Linked DNA regions of Sus scrofa: region 2 is linked to region 1. Evidence: chromatin contacts called from public HiChIP or PLAC-seq data. All regions are on one chromosome and are shown on one strand. Each heading gives the region's core, a stretch centred on a gene start, on an enhancer-like site or on the middle of the called end of the contact. The rest is flanking DNA. Distances are from core to core; before and after follow the strand shown.

Evidence for each region. HiChIP or PLAC-seq counts read pairs in DNA pulled down with a chosen protein or histone mark.
Region 2: a contact with region 1 is called in an H3K27ac HiChIP or PLAC-seq map of alveolar macrophages. The contact joins the promoter of WASHC3 here to the promoter of PARPBP in region 1. A contact is called at or near these places in 1 of 5 promoter capture datasets (liver), 3 of 47 Hi-C or Micro-C datasets (alveolar macrophages, embryonic fibroblasts and heart right ventricle) and 1 of 2 datasets of contacts at active chromatin or transcription factors (alveolar macrophages).

What each region holds. Positions count from the first base shown.
Region 1 is chr5:82,088,046-82,095,517 of Sscrofa11.1, reverse strand. It overlaps PARPBP (PCNA-interacting partner), which reads left to right and starts at 3,572. Exons shown (of 11, transcript XM_021092657.1): 1 at 3,572-4,216. NUP37 (nucleoporin Nup37) reads right to left here and starts at 4,079. Exons shown (of 10, transcript XM_021092659.1): 1 at 3,990-4,079; 2 at 1,902-2,111. The coding sequence starts at 2,078.
Region 2 is chr5:82,150,857-82,158,328 of Sscrofa11.1, reverse strand. WASHC3 (WASH complex subunit 3) reads right to left here and starts at 3,076. Exons shown (of 13, transcript XR_002344197.1): 1 at 2,900-3,076; 2 at 2,477-2,588; 3 at 2,237-2,335.

The DNA of each region.
Region 1 (7,472 bases), core at 2,323-4,822:
ATAAAAGCTCTTACATTCTACTCAGGCACCAACAAACTGAAGCTTTCAATTCACACTTTCTCCTTAGGATAAATAAGCATGCAATCTAATTACGTATAACCTAACACACTACATTGTAAAATGCTAAATTGCACTTTTGATGTCAAAACACTGTAACATATTGAACTACCTCCTGAGTAAAAGAATAAAGATTTATAATGTTTATAACATCTGGAGTTTCCGTTGTGGCAGTGGAAATGAATCCAACTAGGAACCATGAGGTTGCGGGTTCGATCCCTGACCTCGCTTAGTGGGTTAAGGATCTGGTGTTGTCATGAGCTGTGGTGTAGGTCACAGACATGGCTCGGACCTGGCGTTGCTGTGGGTGTGGTGCAGGCCAGCAGCTGTTGCTCTGATTGGACCCCTAACCGGGGAACCTCCACATGCCACATGTGAGGCCCTAAAAAAAAAAATATATATATATATATATATACATATACATATACATATATATATATATCTCACCTTGGTCATAAAGTTATTTTAAATCTTTGGAAATTGGTCACTGTCAAATTACCTTATTGATTAAACTTGAGAAATATTGTTCCATGAATAATATTCTGATAAACAAATGATTAACCAGAGATTCCTGAATGTTGACCTCTCATTATTCAAAGTCTCTCTTACTTGTAGAACTAGCTTCTCTGTGAGAAAACATGGTGTGTATTCATACCCTTAAATATGGGGCTGTGCCTGAGTGTCACCACTGACCAATTCAACAACAGCAAAATGTGTCAGACGCTTTCTAGAAACTGTATATGCTGATTCGTTATGTTCCCACAAAACTCTACTTAAATATGGCTAACACTTGAACAACATGGGTTTGAACTGCATGGATCCACTTAACAGGCAGATTTTTTTTTTAATACATACATACTACAGGACTATATGACCTGCTGTTGGTTGACTCTGTGGATGAGTAGCTGGAGAACTAGTTTTACCTGGATTTTGACCACACCAGCTGGCACCCCTAACCTTTGAAATCATTCAAGAATCAACTGTATTATTTTCCTCATTTTTACAGAAAGGTTAAGTACCTGCTCAAGGTCATATTAAAAGTTAAAGCCAGGCAGGAGTAAGAACCTAGACTTTTTGGCTTCAGGGTGTACTGTCTTAGTGACTATGTTAAACTGCCTGTTCAATTAGGATGATCCCACTCTTTTTATATTCTAGATGTACGCTTTAAATGTATAAAAAGTATGGGAGCAGATTAATGGAAAAGCTGAATATCATAACTGCTATAAAATCTCCTGGAGGATCATTTTTTAAACTCTCCATATTAGTTTGTTTCCTATGTCAAAGTGGAATGTGGAAAAGGTGGGTTTCTAATTAGTATTTTCCCTGTAGATAACAATGTTCAGTGAAGCGTATCCTTCGATTACCAGAATATTCTACTTCTAATCATGAAGTCAAAGAGGAGCGTGTGTGTTTGTGTGTGTATGTGTATCTCCATTATCCCTGAACAACACAGAGGTTAGCATGCCAACTCTCCACGCAGTTGAAAATCCTAGTATAACTTGCAGTAGATTCTCCCTATCAGCAGTTTCTCCACATCAGCAGATTAACCGAATGCAGATCCTGTAGTATCCTAGTTTTTACTCCTGAAAATAATCCATGTATAAGTGGTGGACTATGCAGTTCAACCCATGTTGTTCAAGGGTCAACTGTATTCTTCTTTTTCACTACTTTTTTATTGTTTGCACAAATATCAGGCATATATTACTGAGAATATCTTCATACCATTTTTGTTTTACATTCGAACTCAATATACTTCCAAAGTTTAGCCAGTTTACTGAAGTCTGTATAAGTCCTTTTATCAGCGAAACATTTCACTGTCATTCATTGCAGTTTTATACACTAACCTGAAATGTACATGTGCCAACGACCACAAAATTATTGCCACCATAAGCAATCAGGTTTCCTGAATCCCCACTCTCAAAGGGATTGAATTCTACCACGTGCACATAATCTTCACAATCCACAGTGTAGGCAGCATTTCTTGTGGGATCTTGCTTCATCCTGTATGGCAAAACTTGCATAAAAATACCCGTCTATCGGAAAAGGTCACGAAACTGTGGATTAAGCACAAACACAGACAGAAATGGTCAAAGTGCTATTTTCAACAAATTAATCAAAATAATAATGTGACGAAAAATAGCTAAAAAAATTACTTAAATACTTTAAATAATACTTGCAGTGTGTCACCACTAAATTCTGTTTACACTGTTCAAAAGATAAAATCAGTACTTAAAGATAGAACTACATTAATATATACATTCATTAAAAATTAATGATGGTTGACATTTACGGAGCACTCCTTGCAGGCGCCATGTTAAGTAATTTCCTGACATTATCATGTCTAACACTTGTACGAACCTAAAAGGGAGGTATTACCTATGGTTCCTATTTTATAAAAATAGGGGAGGTTGGAGTTCCCGTCGTGGCGCAGTGGTTAACGAAACCGACTAGGAATGATGAGGTTGCGGGTTCGATCCCTGCCCTTGCTCAGTGGGTTAACGATCTGGCGTTGCCGTGAGCTGTGGTGTAGGTTGCAGACACGGCTCGGATCCTGCGTTGCTGTGGCTCTGGCGTAGGCTGGCAGCTATAGCTCCGATTGGACCCCTAGCCTGGGAACCTCCATATGCCGCGGGAGCAGCCCAAGAAATGGCAAAAAGACAAAAAAAAAAAAAAAAAAAAGAAAGAAAAAATAGGGGAGGTTAACTAGCGTGCCAAGCTCATAAGAGGAGCCAGAATTTGACTTTTGCAACTTGGGTTCCTAGCCGCGTCTGCGACCTACACCACAGCTCACAGCAACGCCAGATACTTAACCCACTGAGCAAGGCCAGGGATAGAACCTGCAACCTCATAGTTCCTAGTCGGATTTGTTAACCACTGAGCCACGGCGGGAACTCCAAGAACAGCTAGAATTTGAAAGACTTTCTTTTTTAAAAAATTGTTTAAGAAAGAAAAATTTTTTTCCATTGTGGCTTATTTTCGACAAAGCACTGAGACCAGGTCCACCCAAAGGAAAGCATGTCACTTCCTCCAATAACTTGAAGATTGTGGCTGTTCTTAACCTGTTCCCTGCTACATTTCTTAGTTAAATTTCTTATGCATAAGGAGCAGTTGTGCAGGGTCACGGCCCCTCTTATGTCCTATCTTTTGAGCACTAGTAGTAGAGAAGAAAAACACAGACTCCTGCCTTGAAGGAGCTCACAATCCAGGGTTATTTATGATTCAGGGTGAAAAGTGCTACGATATAAGTAAATACAAAATATAGAATCCGGAGGAAGGAGAGCAAAAATATAAGAATAATATTCATAAAACCAGGCACAAAACAACTAACCATTTATAAACCTGGGGTGCATTCTGGAAGTAGCATTCCCAAATGATTCTAAAAAGGTCCCCCCCCCCTTTTTTTTTACTGGATGGTAGGGGTTGTCCTGAAAACAGCTGGGCTCGATAACAAACAGGTCAAATACCTGATGCATGTTTACTGAGAATCAGATGAGTTCCACCTCGGGAAGTCTATAAACCTTACGAGTGGGTATCGGAGGCTGAACATTTGTTAAGGGTGACAAGCAGGTAAGATGTGGGAAGTGCAAAAGATCCCAGATCAGGAAACTCAGTTCCTAATGATTCATTAAAGTAGCGCCCAGTCTAATTACGTTCTCAAGTTCTCTTTGTACAAGGTAGGCTGGACTTGCCCCTCTACTACTGCTGGGACAGAGGAAGGAGGGAACAAGAGAAGTGTCTGCAGAGCCCTGACACCTCTTCCAAATCCAGGCAATCCCGCGAGACGCCGCTATCACCTCCCCGAACCTGAGGTCTGAAGGAAGAGTAGTGGGGAACGGTCCTGGAGAGAGGAGGAACTCTCAGGGATAAGGTGGGGGCACGGGGCAGCCGGTAGCAGAGCGGGGCGGTCCCTTGGGCTCACGCGCGATACGCACCAGATTGCGCCTGGAAGCAGCTAGAGGGGAGCTGGCGTCCGGTGGGGGCTGCAGCGGCGCGCGCCGACTCTGCTTCCGGGTCAGAGGGCGGGAGCGATGATTGGCTCCCGGGCTCTCCCGCGAGATTTAAAGTGTAAACCCGCGATCACGGGCACAGTCGCCGAGCTGTAGTCGGGCCAGAGCTTTCTTCAGGCGAGTCGGCGCTTTTCCTGTCTCCCTTCAGTCAGGTGAGTGTCACCTCTTCCTCACCTGCCTGTCACACTTTAAGTGGCGCTTCAAGCCGCGACTTGTGAGGATTTTTCGGTAACCAGCAAAGCACATGTGATGGTCTAGGGTATTATTTGTGCAGTCTTTGCTCTGGAGCTTGGTTTGGTTTGGGGGTGTTAAACAATTCGTAGGACCCAGTGATGGAGCTGGAAGGCTTTGTGAGCCCTACTTAGATTCATTAGTTAGTCAGAAAATCAGGATTCCAGTCCTAAGACATATAGACTCCAATTCCCCACTTTCGCCTTCTCCTTGTTACATCCTCCCAAGGAACTGTTCGGACCTGTATTCTGACCCTGGGCAGCAACTGACTGCCGTTTTTTATTGAGCACCTACTAAGTACCCGGCACTAGGTGGATTATTTACTTGTCTTACTAATGTCTCATAATGTGAGGTAGGAGATATCTTCCTTGTTTTACAGATGTAGAAGTTTATGCTCATCAGGTTTTAAATACTGAAGGACATACAGCCAATAAATGGGGACCCTGATGTAGACCCTGGATGGTCTGACTCAAAAATGTAGTTCTTGTAGCCGTCTCACCCTGCCTCCCCAGTGACATTTCCCCTCCTTTCAATTTTTGGTGCAGTGCAGCCTGGAATCTAATTTTTAAAAGCAAATGTTTAGAATCATTGCCGCCTTCTACTACTGTTTTTGTATAGTGCAGCCTGACATTTGAATGCTTTTATATTCATTGTCTCATTGATTTCTGGAGGGTATTATACCTCTACCTAGGCAGTAATGTAAAGTTTATTGCCTGGACTCCCACAGCCAGCTAGCTACTGGAAGAGTCCAGACTAAACCAGGCTTGGCAAACTGGTGATACTTCCTGTTTTTGTGTAGCCAGTTCCTAAGCTAAGAATGGGTTTTACATGTTTGGATGGTTGGAAAAAAAATCAAAGGAAGAGTAGTATTTTGTGTTTTGTAAAAATTGCATGAAATTCAAATTTCCCTTTTCTGTGAAGTTTTGCTGACGTGCAAGTATGCTTATTTGTTTATGTATTGTCTATGGCTATTTTCACACTGCAAGGTCACCGTTGCATAGTTGTAACGGAGACTTTATGGCCTCCACAACTTAAATGTTTACTATTTGACCTTTTCCAAAAGTGTGCTGACCCCTGGATAAGACTATTGACCTTTTTTTCTTGTATTTTGTTTTTGTGGAGTTTTTTTTTTTTGGCATCACCTGGGCACCTGGGACATGCAGAAGTTCCAAGGGCAGGGATCAAACCTGTCCCACTGCAGTGACAATGCTATACCCTTAACCTGCTGCACCACAAGGGAACTCTGAGGTTATTGACTTTTATATGTGCCAGACATTGTTCTAAAAGCTTAACTTGTATTTATGCCATTTACTTTTCACAAAATCCTGTGAGATAGGACTATTATTATTTTCTTTTGTCTTTTTTTTTTTTTTTTTGTCTTTTTGCCTTTTCTAGAGCCGCTTCCGTGGCATATGGAGATTCCCAGGCTAGGGGTCCAATCGGACCTGTAGCCACCGGCCTACACCAGAACCACAGCAACAAGGGACCTGAGCCGCATCTACAGCCTACACCACAGCACACGGCAACGCCGGATCCTTAACCCACTGAGCAAGGCCAGGGGCCGAACCCACAACCTTATGGTTCCTAGTTGGATTCGTTAACCATTGCGCCACGATGGGAACTCCAGGACTATTATTATTTTCATTTTCAGTACAAGGAAGCTGAGGCAGGGAGAGGTGACATAACTTGGAGAAATTTTCACAGCTTGTAACTGGTGAAGCCAGGCTTCCGAACAGTCTAATTCCAGATTAGCCTTCATTCTTAGCAGTCTGAATTTATAATATCTTTAAATAATACCAGTAAATAATTTACTACTAAAAATTTATTTCAGGCAAACTGATTATATCATTGAAGCTTTACTTTTCTACTTTCTTTTTTTTTTTTTCCTTTTAAGAGATGACAGTGATGTTTTGAAGAAAATTTTACTGTTTACTCAGTTGGAGCTGCTCTTTCTTTTCTTTCTTTCTTTTTTTTTTTTTTTTTTTTTGGTTGTGCCAGCAGCATGTGGAAGTTCCTTGGCCAGAGATCAAACCTCCACAGCAGTCACCCAAGCCCCACTATAATGAAAACGCCTGATCCTTAATCTGCTGCACCACAAGGGAACTCCTTCTCTAGCTACTTTAATTAAACTCTGTTACTTGTATCTTTATTTTTTTAATTTAAAAAATTTGCGAGGGATTGTTCCCATTTTGGCTCAGTGGGTTAAGAACCCAACATAGTGTCTGTGAGAATGCAGGTTCAATCCTTGGTTTCTCTCAGTGGGTTAAGGATTCAGCTTTGCTGCAACATGTGGCATAGGTCACAGATGCAGCTCAGATCTGAGTGATGCAGTCATACGTATGTATACATTCCCTTCCTTACATTATTTTCCATCATGGTCTATCCCAGGAGATGGGATATAGTTCCCTGTGCTATATATAGCAGGACCTTATTGTTTATCCATTCTAAATGTAATAGTTGTATCTACTAATCCCAAACTCTCAGTCTATCCCTTTCTTCCCCACTCCACCTTGGCAACCAAAAGTCTGTTCTCTATGTCTGTAATTCTGTTTTGTAGATAGGTTCATTTGTGTCATATTTTAGATTTCACATATGAGTGATATCATACGGTATTTGTCTTTCTCTTTCTTACTTCACTTAGTACGAGAGTCTCTAAGTCCATCCGTATTGCTGCCAATGGCATTATTTCATTCTTTTGTATGGCTTAGTGGTATTCCATCATGTGTATGTACCACACCTTCTTAATCCATTCATCTGTCGATGGACAGTTAGGTTGTTTCCAGGTCTTGGCTATTGTGAATAGTGCTGCTATGAACGTAGGGGTGCATGTGTCTTTTTGAATTATAGTTTTGTCTGGATATATGCCCAGGAGTGGGATTGCTGGGTCATATGGTAATTCTATACTTAGTTTTCTGAGGAACCTCCATACTGTTCTCCATAGTGGTTGTACCAATTTACACTTCTATCAGCAGTGTAGGAGGGTTTCCTGTTCACCACATTCTCTCCAGCATTGTTATTTGTAGACATGTTAATGATGGCCATTCTGACTGGTATGAGGTGGAACCTCATTGTACTTTTGATTTGCATTTCTCTAATAATTAGCAGTATTGAGCATCTTTTCATTTACCTACTGACCTTCTATATATTTTTTTTTTTTGGAGAAACATCTATTTAGGT
Region 2 (7,472 bases), core at 1,827-4,326, 63 kb before region 1:
AGCACTTCTCTGCTAATATCCTTTCTTCAGATACTCCTCCACACTACCTTGGTTTAACAAGTGAAAGGTTAAATCCTTGACTCACTGCTTTTTAGTCAGTCAGTTCTATACGCCATTTATAGAGGCAGCAGAATAATACAAAGTTCAAGGAAGCAAGCACCTAGACTCTGGGCCTGTTAGATGAAAAAAATATTGACTTGAGCCCCTTACTCTATCAGTTATCATATATTTCAATTTCTTTTGTCTTAGTGAGAAGGCAGAAGTGATTTTGATAACTAGACAAAAGAACAGCTGGAATCTTATACAGACGAAAACAGTTTTCCTGGCTCCATGCAATTTTTATTAATAACATATCTAACAAAAACTATATGCTGATTCCCTACCTTATGTTATATATAAGACATAACGAACTAAATATTGTTTAACTGACTCAGCTGTGATTATCACATTTTCCTCTTTTCTCTTTTTTTTTGGGGGGGTGGGTTTATTTGATTTTCAAAAATTAATAAGATTTTTACAATAGCTTCACAAGCACAAGTTAACAATAATTCAACTGACAAAAATTGGTATTTACTAGTTAACTTCTTGGAAACATTTTTATTGTGTCAATCAAAATGCAACTGGAATGGAGATACATCACATATTGTACAAAAAGTAGGAGAATGGCTAGGACTGGGAAGTCTCTAGGTATTCTCACGGTATTTCATGAAGCAGGCCTTGATTTTTTTTGTTTGTTTGTTTTTTTTTCAGGGATTAAACCCATGCCGCAGCAGCGCCACAAGCCAGACAGTGACAGTACCAGATCCTTAAATTGCTGTGCCCCAAGGGAACTCCAGACCTTGACTTCTTTTTTTTTTTTTTTTGTCTTTGTTGTTGTTGTTGTTGCGATTTCTTGGGCCGCTCCCGCAGCATATGGAGGTTCCCAGGCTAGGGGTTGAATCGGAACTGTAGCCACCGGCCTACGCCAGAGCCACAGCAACGCGGGATCTGAGCCGCGTCTGCAACCTACACCACAGCTCACGGCAACGCCGGATCGTTAACCCACTGAGCAAGGGCAGGGACCGAACCCGCAACCTCATGGTTCCCAGTAGGATTCGTTAACCACTGCGCCACAACGGGAACTCCCAGACCTTGACTTCTTAATGAAATCATTTTAATTTCTGTTTAAATCATCCCTAAAAGCGTATTTAGCTTTAAGTGGTCACTGAACTTTTGGAAAGTAGAATTTGCAAGCATAGAGAAATACCATGATACCAATGGGGGGGTTTTCTTTAACATTAAAGTGTATATGTGTATCCTGTTCCCAATGACAACAATCTTGACTCTTACACCTTTCAGGCAGCAACAATTCCTCTACAAGAACAGTTTCAATTCAAGGATTTGACTGGGGAGGATACTCAGTCAAAGGGTGAACAGTAACTTCAGCACTCAGGTGGTTCATGACAACAAAACGGGGCCCTAGGTTTTGACGCAATCCTCAAGAAGTAAAGAAAACTGAGCAAAAACACCATCTTTTGGTTTCAAAACATTTCCTTGTCCCCTTTCTTCCTTCTTAAACCTAATTTCAACCCATTCTCTTTTTTAGCTTTTTATAAGACAGTCGTCCCTAGATCTGGTACCTAATCTGTAACTGAGCTACTTTATCCTTACTTCATAAGTCATATGCACAAAGTATTTTATTTATTATTTTTTTTTTTTGGCCTCACCTCTGGCATAAAAAAGTTCCAGAGCCAGGGATCAAACATGAGCCACAGCAGTGACAAGGCCTGGTCCTTAACCCACTGCACCACCAGGGAACTCCGTATTTTTACTTTTATTTCCATGATGATATTTGATGCCAAAGTTACATTTCTAGGCTACCTCCTCAATCATCTTTTGGATCAAGCAATGTAAAATAATGTACACCTAAAACGTAAATCTTTGAGGTAGGAGAAACATAACCAATTTCAAAATAAAAAATGTCTTTAACTGTGAAATACAATTATTATCTTCAATTACAGTAAGCCTTAGTGAACTGCTTCACAAAAGTCTCAGAAGTTTAATTCAGCAGAGATGGGCTGCAGGAAGACGGTAATAGAACCAAAGAGGATTTAAGGTATATTAACATAATAATTGGGTGAGAAGAGGTCACGGTATATGAATACACAGACTGTAAATCTTGTTTTAGTCATTTGCTACCTTCAAAAGTGCGAGGTGATATCTGGGCTACACATTAGACCAACACCACTGGACCTACCTCCTCACAAACTGTAGAAAAGCGGTTGAGGAACTGTACAGTGTGCACCACAAATTGGTTTAGAAATGCCACCGTTCTTTTCTGTTGAATAGCTGGCACCTGTGTTGCGTAAAAATAAACATGATCCGTACAGGAGGAAGGTACACCGTGCAATCCCCTCGATATTAATAAAGGGGCGTTTCTCTGTGTGATATGAGTTACTGGAAGTTCTGCCAATAGTCATTAACTTGTTTTCCTAACCTGTGGGGGTGGGGTGTTCAAAGATGACAGATGCTGCAAAGTTTGAGAAAGGGCTCTGGATTCACAAGAGCGAACTTCCGCAGGTATAGGCAACACGTAAACACACGAAAACCTTAAGGGCCGAATAAAAGAGGTAGGGTTAGAAATCGGAACTGGCCCGTGTCGCCAGTGGTTCACCCTTGAGGACAGGGACTCGTGACCTGGGAAGCGAAGCCTGGGAGAGGTACACTACACTGCCCCCGCCCTTCCTTACCTCAGGAGGGACCTCTTTAAAGGGCAAACTATGGGACTCTCCCTCCGGAGAGAGATGAGACAGGCCTAGGACAGCGTTGGGCTTAGAGAGATGTGGTCTCCCTGGGAACCCGGCGTCCCTTCCCCATCCTCCTCCCAGGTCACCTGAGTTCAACTCCATCTTTTACAAACCTTAGTCAGGTCTATGCCTGACCCCATGAGAGGAAGCCCATCCTCATCCATCTCCTCAGCGGGCACGGGACACAGGGTTCACCCACACACCCCTCCCCGACCAGGCCAGCCCAACCCGGTAATAGCTTACGAACACCTCCCCCCAGTCCCCGCCTCCCGGGTTCTTCCCGCCGGAAGGAAACGCCTCCTCTCGCCAATCACTCGGCGGCTTCCGGAGAGCCCACCCCTTCGCAAGGCATTCTGGGATTGGTAGTTTTAGTTCCGGATTGTGACGTCGGACGAAGAGCGCCGAGTCTAGAAAGGGTGAAATTCTCTTCTCGCAAGATTTTAAAAATGGGGCGGGGAAAAGTAAAGCATCCCGACTGTTTGAGGTTATCCCTCTGCTTAGTGTTGTCTCTCGTATAAGGCAGCTGAGGCATTCGTTAATAAAATATATATATAGTTTGTTTTTGTTGTTATTTTTAACATACTAAGTGCCAGATTGGCCCCTGGGCCCTAATTTAATCAGGTTGAGTATATGTATCTATAGAACTATAAAAATATTAACTTATCTAAAATTGGCCAATTAACAGAAATTCTCCAAAGTGGTTTGGTTTCTTAAAAAAAGAAAAGACAAGTATAATTCTGTGAGATATAATTCTAGTTAACGGAAGAGTGGGACTTTCTCATTGCCTCCTAGGATTCTTGATGATACTCTTCATCACTCTTCCATAGCTCCTGAAGGCAGTGCCACTCACAACATAATAACTGAATTTCCAGGGCTGTTAAAAACAATCTATAGCTAGAAGTCTTGGTCATCTTCCTGAAATCCTCTGAAATACCCGTGTCCTTTCTCCAGGCTTTCTCTCATTGGAAATGGATTACCAGATTTCAATTACTGTAGTGCATTTTGGAGACAAAAGAAGTAAATTGTAACGAATACTGATTTAAAAAGGCAGAGTCCATGAATCCCACCTGCATATAACATATCTGTTAAATTAAAAGGTCTTAAAGCATTTTTCAGTAGTTATGTTTTCAGGAGTTCCCATCGTGGTGCAGTGGAAACGAATCTGGAACTAGGAACCATGGGGTTGTGGGTTCGATCCTCGCTCAGTGGCTTAAGGATCCAGTGTTGCTGTGAGCTGTGGTGTAGGTCACAGATGTGCTTTGGGTCTGGTGTTGCTGTGGCTGTGGGTGTAGGCTGGCAGCTGTAGCTCTGATTAGACCCCTAGCCTGGGAACCTCCATATGCCGCAAGTGTGGCCCTAAAAAGCAAAAACAAAAATAATAGTTATATTTTCAGAGCCTGTAACTAGAAAATCACTTATTTAATTTCTTCATGAATTGGTTCTTAGGTGAGGGAAATCATTAGCATTGAGTTCCTATTTTTCTTTTGTTTTCTTTTTTCCTCCTTTGTTTCAGAATGAACAGTTAGAGGGGTATAGTGTTGGTTCAGAATAGTGGGAAAATAAATGTAAGTGTCTCTTGTCCCTCTTCCCCCATCCCTCAGGAGTGATACACATCATCTATTGGGGCTTGGTTAAGTAAAGGAATTCTAGCCTAGTTATTCATTCCAAGCTAGGTATAATCTAGCCTAGTTAAGAATCCATTGTTTCAGGCTCCTTCTTTTAATTGTGGCTTTCCTAGTTTCACTCAGAAAGTTGGGTTGTAGGCTTTTCTAAGCAGGAGAGACTGGATTCCTCTGCAAAAGTGGTGTACCTCAAGAGAAGAGATCTGAGATATTTACAGTTGTGGAGCAGGAGGTCCCCAATAAAAGAGCATAAAGCCTAGTGACTAAGAAAGCTTGCTTTCATTAAGGGGGTTGGGGAAAGTTCCTTCTGTTGCATTTGTCCCCACAGACTTTAATTTATGGAGATGACTGAATGATGACAGAAAGGTTGATACCATTGAAAGAATGTGTTACTTACATTTCCCAAGAGAAGGGGGTGCCATGTCACACAGGGCCAAAGGGGAAATGCCAGATTTTCGTTAGAAGGGAGACAGAAGCAGGAACCAGACGAAAGCCTAGGCCATATCCTTTTTTGGGATTTCTGTGGGAAAGGCAAGCAGGGCAGGAGAAACAGGTGAAGATTGGCTGGTGTGAATGATTCCAGTGGGCTTTGGGGCACAGGAGCTCTCTCTGCTGTCTGTGCCTGGCCCTGGGTTGATTTAGGGCAGGGGAAATATTGGCTTAGGGAATGAGAGTTTAGATAAGGAGATGGTTAGGGGTAAGGGGCTGTGATCGGTTGGGTTGCATGTGAAAAACACACTTCCAAGTAAATTGTTTGACTGTCTTTGGACTAGCTAGTCTTGGGAGATGTAGTCTTTCCCAGAGTCTATAAGGCCACAAATGCCAGAGCTCCAGGAATAGAGAAAATAAGAAAATATAGTTAATAATTGTCCCTTTGATGAATAGAAGCTACAAACACAGTTATAGAATCCTAGAAAAAAAGAACTCTCAGAATTCCCTTGTGGCACAGAGGGTGAAGGATCTTGGATTGTCACTTCTGTGGCTCAAGTCACTGCTGTGGCATGGGTTCAATTGCTGGCCTGGGAGCTTCTGCATGCCATTTGGCCAGAAAGAAAGAAAGAAAGAAAGAAAGAAAGAAAGAAAGAAAGAAAGAAAGAAAGAAAGAAAAGAAAGAAAGAAAACAGAATACTCACCTTTCAGTATGTAGCCTTTCAGCCACAGCCACCTATAGTTTCAGTAAGAGGAGCTTACGTCTTGGCATAGCAGACACTAGGAACCATGAGGTTTCGGGTTCGATCCTTGGCCTCGCTCAGTGGGTTAAGGATCTGGCATTGCCGTGAACTGTGATGTAGGTCATACACATGGCTGGGATCTGGCATTGCTGTGGCTCTGGTGTAGGCCAGCAGCTGTAGCTCTGATTAGACCCCTAGCCTGGGAACCTCCGTATGTTGCAAGTGCAGCCCTAAAAAGCAAATAATAATAATAATAATAATAATAATAAATAAAAAAATTAAAAAAAACTCCTGGGTTTAGAGTCTCATTCAATTTCTCAAGAAGCAATCAGGAGTTCCTCCGGTGGCACAGTGGATCTGGTTATTGTCTCTGGGGCATTGTGGATTTGATCCCCAGCCTGGGACAGTGGGTTAAAGATCCGGCATTGCTACATCTGTGGCATAGGTTGCAGCTGCCACTGGGATTCAACCCCTGGCCAGAGAACTTCCTTATGCCACCAGTGTGGCCAAAATAAATAAATAAATAAATAAATAAATAAATAAATAAATAAATAAATAAATAAATAAAATTTTAAAAAACTGATCAAAGGGGAAGGAGTGGTTGCCTGGCTATGCAAACCACAGAGAAGGTATTTGGGAGGGAGGATCTAAATCATTCCTCGTCCAGACTCTCAATCAAACTTCCTGTTTTAATAACCCCTAATACACTGCACCCCACTTCAGAGGAAACAAGTTTCCGTCAAATCCAAGTGTCTTCTTAACTGCCATTTCTCCTCTTTTAATCTCTTTTGCCTTTGTGTGTGTGTGTGTGACACCTGCAATATATGGAATTTCCTGGGTCAGGGATCAAATATGAACTGCAGCTGCAGCCTACACCACAGCTGCTGCAATGCCAGATCCTTATCCCACTGTGCCTGCCTGAGATCAAACCCCTGCCTCCTCAGAGACAACACTGGATCCTTAACCCATTGTGCCACAGTGTGAACTCCTAAAGCTTCTTGCTTTCATCTCTCACTTGAGACCTAGCACATGCTACCTTTATCTTTTTGTGATCATGTGGTATGGCCAACCACTTTGTAATTTCTTTGAGGTCAGAGGCCAGTTTCCATTTCTTTATACCCATTACAGAGCCATGCACATGGTGATATCTGTTTATTTTTAGGTTAAGAATGTATTACAAAAGTGAAATATTTATTAAGGGAAGTGTAAAGAGAAAAGCATAATGTAACCCATTATCAGTCTTCTTTGGAGTTCTCTTTGTGGCCCAGTGGTTAACTAACGCAGATGAGGCCCTAAAAAGCAAAGCAAAAAAAAAAAAAAAAAAAAAAAAAAAAAAAAAAAAAAAACACAAAAAAACACAACAACAAAAAAACACCATTACCATGTTTATAGAGCCAAGGTATTTTGTCTTGAATTCACTAGGTCTGATTTTTTTTCCCCAGTGGTCGGGTATACATGAGATAAGCATTAGCTTTGTATGCCTTCTATGGTACTCTGTCCTCTTGATGAAATAACCCTTTCAATTTATTTATTTATTTTTTTATGCAGAAAATGATGCCACTATCAGTGCTTCTAGTTAACCTCCTTTGGCTATTTCAGTAAATGACTCAGCATCTGGACTCCTTAAAATAGTCAGGTTATTTTGAATCACAACCTCATAAAACCACTTAAAATTACTGTGTAAATTCAATATCAGCATTTCCTTCTGTAGCCTTGTTTCTAGAATTCAAAATGATCATATTATAATTTTTTCTATTACCCTTTAAAAAAATGACTGGGCCAGAAGGTATGAGCCAGTCAGTCTAGGAAAGTGGTTGACAATATTTTCCAGAATGAAAAGCCCTTTTTAATAGAAAAAAGTTTTTGAGGGACTCCAGATAATTGTGGCTCAA